2 separate regions of the Danio rerio genome follow, and region 1 is linked to region 2. The links are chromatin contacts, called in public Hi-C maps. All regions are on one chromosome and are shown on one strand. The core of a region is the stretch at or near the end of the contact, and the rest is flanking DNA. Distances in the headings are between cores, read along the strand shown. Region 1 has its middle 13 kb from the start of wu:fb97g03. Region 2 overlaps nherf1b (NHERF family PDZ scaffold protein 1b).

Region 1 (2,700 bases), core at 100-2,599, 200 kb before region 2:
TACATGCGAACTAATTCTCATTAGATTATCAGTAGAGTGTTATGTTGGAGTTGAGGTTATAGTGTAAGTTGACATGTACTTGCAAAGTTCCTTATAGTCAGCTAAATGTATTAAATAGACAGTCTACTAATACTCAAACAGACCATCAAGATAAAGTGTTACCAATATCCGTAAATGAGAAGTTTTCTGTATTTTGTGATTGATGTTTTATTTTTTCCCCATTTATTCATGCTTTTGAATTGCATTGTGGGAGCTTGATCTTTCTTTCAACAACTTTTAACGTTGAAAATTTGTTCAAAAGTGACTTTTATTGCCATTTGTAATAGTTTGCAGTGCTATATTGTCTATGTTGGTGTTGTATATTACACCTTAAACTAAACTGCAGCACATTTAATGCTATTTCACAGACGGATTTCTCTAGATGTTGTACATTATTTTGTTTCAAACAACTAAAAACATCACTAAAAGTCACTTTGTTTAACTGTAGGGTTAAACTTCCAACATCAAAATTCAATAGAGCAGAGATCAACGTCCCATAATGCACTTCACACCCGTAAACAAACAGAAAACACTTGGTAAATGTAAGGTGACGGGGACGCTGGCAACAGAGTGCGGATCCAGACGATGGTTTATTAACAAGCATGGTCAGGCAGGCAACAGTTAACACAGGGGCAAAAGGGTTATATGCATCTACAATGCGTAGTCATAAACAGGCATATGGTCATTACAGGCGGCTGGTGGGGTGAATAATAAAACAAGCCAAAGGCCAGCAACAGAAAGAGGCAAGGCAAAACCACATCGTAATGTTCACAGACAGTTAAACAAGACTAACAAACAGTCGCTATAGTGGGAACTAAATTGGCTGTGTGTGTGTGAATGACTGTATGGGTGTTTCCCAGTACTGGGTTGCAACTAAAAAAAGCATCTGTTGCATAAAACATGCTGGACGAGTTGGCAGAAGAGTTGATTCATCCCTCATATTCATGCAACCAGAAGTGAACAGAAAACACTTGGAAAACTTGGAGTCTGATATTTTTTTTACAGTGTTTCATGCAGAACTGTTGCAAACAATTTATTTGTGTTGAATTCAAACAAACAAATTGAGTTTAATAATGTTCAGCTTAATTCGTTTGTTTAAACTCAACACTAATAAATTGTTTACAACCACTTAACATAAAAAATTTAGTTAATCCAAGCAATCATCTTTGAATAGTTTGTTTTCAGTGTAGTATGATTCAAAAGCACTGTATATTTGCCACAATTGTCTTTATCTTCTGTGGGAGCCCTCACAAGTTTGTTTGGGTAATATAAAACACAGCTTCTTCCCCCGGCATGTAATAAAAGCCCCCTACTGATTCGCCTCCGAATGCTTTCAAACCTCCCTGCTTATCTGCTGATACCAGAACTTCTCATCTCCCATCCTCCCAGCACATCTGTTTTAAACTGTTTTCAGTGCCGGGCAAAGATTAATCACACTGCAAAAAATGCATTTCTTGCTTAGATTTTTTGTCTTATTTCAAGTCTAAATATCTAAAATTTCTTATATCAAGAAGCATTTTCTAGACAAGCAGAACATATGGTCTTGTTTTGAGAAATAATACGCCAATATTAAGTGAGTTTTTCCTTAAAACAAGCACAATAATCTGCCAATGGGGTCAGCAAAATAATCTTGTTTTTTCTTTTGACGTAAGATTATTTAGCTTACTCCATTGGCAGATTATTTTACTTGTTTTAAGGAAAAACTCACTTATTATTGGCATATTATTTCTCAAAACAAGACCATATGTTCTGCTTGTCCAGAAAATTCTTCTTGATTTAGAAATTGTTAAATATTTGGACTAGAAACTAGACAAAAAATCTAAGTAAGAAAAGCATTATTTTCAGTGTTTATGATGCTTTATGGCTCGTGTTTACCCTCACAATGCAGTCAATATGTTTGTGTGTTCCACAAAGACGGTATTTTCATACATAAAGTCATTGCTGTTGTTTATTTTAATTATTGAAAGTGAATACTTCTTATTGAGTAAATACAAAACATTAAAGTAGTTAAAAGCCTTAAATTATGTTGTTTATCAAAAAATATTGAACGTGAAAGCATTAAATTATGTTACTGAATTATGTTATTTCTGCAAGATTTAGACTGTTCCCCCCTATTCTAGTTGTTTGAGCAATAATATGTCTACACTGCAAAAAATACTTTTCTTACTTAGATTTTTTGTCTTGTTTCTAGTCCAAATATCTAAAAATTCCTAAATCAAGAAGCATTTTCTAGACAAGCAAAACATATTGTCTTGTTTTGAGAAATAATATGCCAATAATAAGTGAGTTTTTCCTTAAAACAAGCACAATAATCTGCCAATGAGGTAAGCAAATTAATCTTACGGCAAAAGAAAAAACAAGATTAATTTGCTTACCCCATTGGCAGATTATTGTGCTTGTTTTAAGGAAAAACTCGCTAAATATTGGTGTATTATTTCTCAAAACAAGACAATATGTTTTGCTTGTCTAGAAAATGCTACTTGATTTAGGAATTGTTAGATATTTGGACTAGAAACAAGACAAAGAATCTAAGTAAGAAAAGCATTTTTTGCAGTGTATGATTATTTGCAGCCAAAATTACAATAATACATTTTATCAACAAATTATTATAACACAATCTATGACCTATCTAAGTATCCCAGTTCAATAAGCTTATAGAAA
Region 2 (2,700 bases), core at 76-2,575:
CATCCACACACACTCATTCACACACATGCACTACAGACAATTTAGCCTACCCAGTTCCCCTATAGCGCATGTGTTTGGACTTTTTGGGGAAACCGAAGCACCCTGAGGAAACTCTGTCCCAGCCGAGGCTCGAACCAGCGACCTTCTTACTGTGAGGCAACAGCACTACCTACTGCGCCACTATTTGCAAAAACTTAGAAGTTGTCCCCACAAAAAAATGTAAATTTTATATTTTAAAGAATTGTTTAGTTTCAGCTCATTTTAAATAGGTAGTTTGGACAAACATCAAGGGCGACACGGCGGCTCAGTGGTTAGCACTGTGGTTCCGCTGGGTCTGTTATTGGCATTTCTGTGTGGAGTTCACACACATGCGCTATAGGTCAATTGAGGAACTAAATTGGCTGTAGTGTATGAGTGTGTGTGTGTGTGTGTGAGAATGAGTGTGTATGGGTGTTTCCCAGCACTGGGTTGCGGCCGGAAGGGCATCCGCTGAATGCTGGAATAGTTGTCGGTTCATTCCGCTGTGGCGATCCCTAATGAATAAAGAGACTAAACCGAAAGAAAATGAATGAGATCACGAGAAAATATTATTGATCAGTTCATGTCTTAATAATAGGCAGGTAATAAACCAGAAGTTAATAGCATCCCTGCTGAAAAATCCAGCTTAAACCAGCCTAGGATGATGACTGGTTTAACTGGTTGACCAGCCTGGTTTAAGAGGGTTTTTGGCCTCTTCCAGGCTGGTTTCCAGTCATTTCCAGCCTGGTCTTAGCTGGTCAGGCTGGAAAATGACCAGCTTAAACCAACTTGACCAACCTGGTTTAAGCTGGACATAGCTGGTTTTGGCTGGGCTCCCAGCCTGGCTAGGCTGATCAAGCTGGTTTTAGCTGGTCATCTCCCAGCCTGACCAGCAAAGACCAGGCTGGAAGTGGCCAAAACCCCTTTTAAACCAGCCTGGTCAACCAGCTAAAACCAGCCAACCATCCTAGGCTGGTTTAAGCTGGATTTTTCAGCAGGGATGAATTATGACTAAATAAAATGTTACCAAAACCTATATTAACTAAGACTTTTAGCACAATGAACTAATAATTAGCTGCTTATTAATAGTTTGTTGGGTTTAGGTATTGGGTATAATTAGAGAGTCAAATAAGATCATACTTAAACAGTTCATATCTTAATCCTAAACAATGTAATAAGCCAGTAGTTAATAGCATGAATTGTGACCTAAAGTGTTACCAAAAACTCAGGCAATCTTGATGTCAACACTACCAGTAATGTTCAGTGCACTAATAAGGGCACTAGGGGTCAGCCTTGAGTCTATGAGGAACACTGTGTGTGTGTTAGCATCATTAGCTGCAAAAGGAGGCAGCGTCTGACAGCACATCAGCTCTTCAACCATTAGGAAACTTTCCCACAATCCTTTGCAAAGCACTTCTGGAGACTCGCAGACTCTAAACTTAACAATAGCAGCAAGACGTGGGCGACGTGAAGCAAACCGACAGCGCATGTCCACTCGTCAACACTAAAATGGACAGTTTGGAAAGCCGGGAGTAAATATGGACTTGCCTTATTTCCTTTAAAACAATGTGTGTGTGTGTGTGTGTGTGTGTGTGTGTGTGTGTGTGTATGTGTGTTCATGTGGCAGGGTGTCATGCATTACTGTTATTGTGTCAAACTGAGGAACTGAGCCTGTCACACTGAGCTTTACTTAGTTTACGTCTTGTTTCTAGTCCAAATATCAAGAAATATATCAATATTGTATTGTTTTCATACATAATGAGTCAAATTAGGTGCTTTTTTCCCCCAAAACAAGCGAAATAATTGTGTTTTCGCTTCGAAATAAGATTATTTTGGGGTGTCACGGTGGCTCAGTGGTTAGCACTGTCACCTCACAGCAAGAAGGTGACTGGTTTGAGTCCTGGCTGGGCCAGTTGGCATTTCTGTGTGGAGTTTGCATGTTCCAGTGCTACCCAGAGGTAAGTAGAGTATCCTAAATCTATACTCAAGTAAAAGTACAAGCACTTGCGGAAGTCTTTAGTGAAATAAAAGTAAAAGGAGCCATCTAAAAAGTTACTCGAGTAAGAGGAAAAAAGTACCTGATGATAAAATGACTCAAGTAAATAGTTTCTACTTACCTTTTAATATAAATATATATATATATATATATACACAAGTTAAAATTATTCACCCTCCTGCGAATTTCTTTTTCAAATTTTTCCCAAATGATGTTTAATAGTGCGAGAGCAAGTAATTTTTCACAGTATTTCCTATAATATTTTTTCTTCTTTTGAAAATGTTATACGTTTTAAATCAGCTAAAATAAAATAAGTTTTAATGTTTATAAAATCATTTTAAGGTCAATATTATTAGCCCCCTTAATTAGGGGTGACCCCGTGATTAGGGGTGGACTACTTCACACTGATTGCTTGCCGCCGAACCGCGTCATAGCTCATACCATAAAGTTGACTTGATTTCAACTCTCCTCGACACCCACACCGGAGAAGATGCGCCGCGCTGCTCCTCGCCGCCGGTTCTCATTGAAAATGAATGACTTCCGGTTACTTTGACGCTCTCGCCGCTTGTTTGTGATCTCTCATCAGTTTGTGAACGCTACCCCGCGTTGTCACTCCACCCCGCCCCCTCCCCCGAGCGCTCCTCAATTTGTGATCGCTTCCTCGGTCCACCGACCCCACCCCCCCC

Evidence for each region. Hi-C and Micro-C count contacts between places; a contact is called where the count stands out from the background.
Region 1: a Hi-C map of embryo shows a contact between it and region 2, with 11 times the contacts expected there. The contact joins two enhancer-like sites. A contact is called at or near these places in 4 of 18 Hi-C or Micro-C datasets (caudal fin, embryo, gastrula embryo and 1 more) and 1 of 4 datasets of contacts at active chromatin or transcription factors (caudal fin).

Annotation. Positions count from the first base shown.
Region 1 is chr3:65,370,605-65,373,304 of GRCz12tu, reverse strand. No RefSeq gene overlaps it. Among named protein-coding and RNA genes, the nearest start is that of wu:fb97g03, 13 kb to the right of the region's middle. Within about 2 kb of position 1,349, at least 5 of the 62 cell types and tissues checked have an H3K27ac peak or open chromatin away from gene starts, as enhancers often do.
Region 2 is chr3:65,173,251-65,175,950 of GRCz12tu, reverse strand. The region is part of intron 4 of nherf1b (NHERF family PDZ scaffold protein 1b); the gene reads right to left. Among named protein-coding and RNA genes, the nearest start is that of nherf1b, 48 kb to the right of the region's middle. Within about 2 kb of position 1,325, at least 4 of the 62 cell types and tissues checked have an H3K27ac peak or open chromatin away from gene starts, as enhancers often do.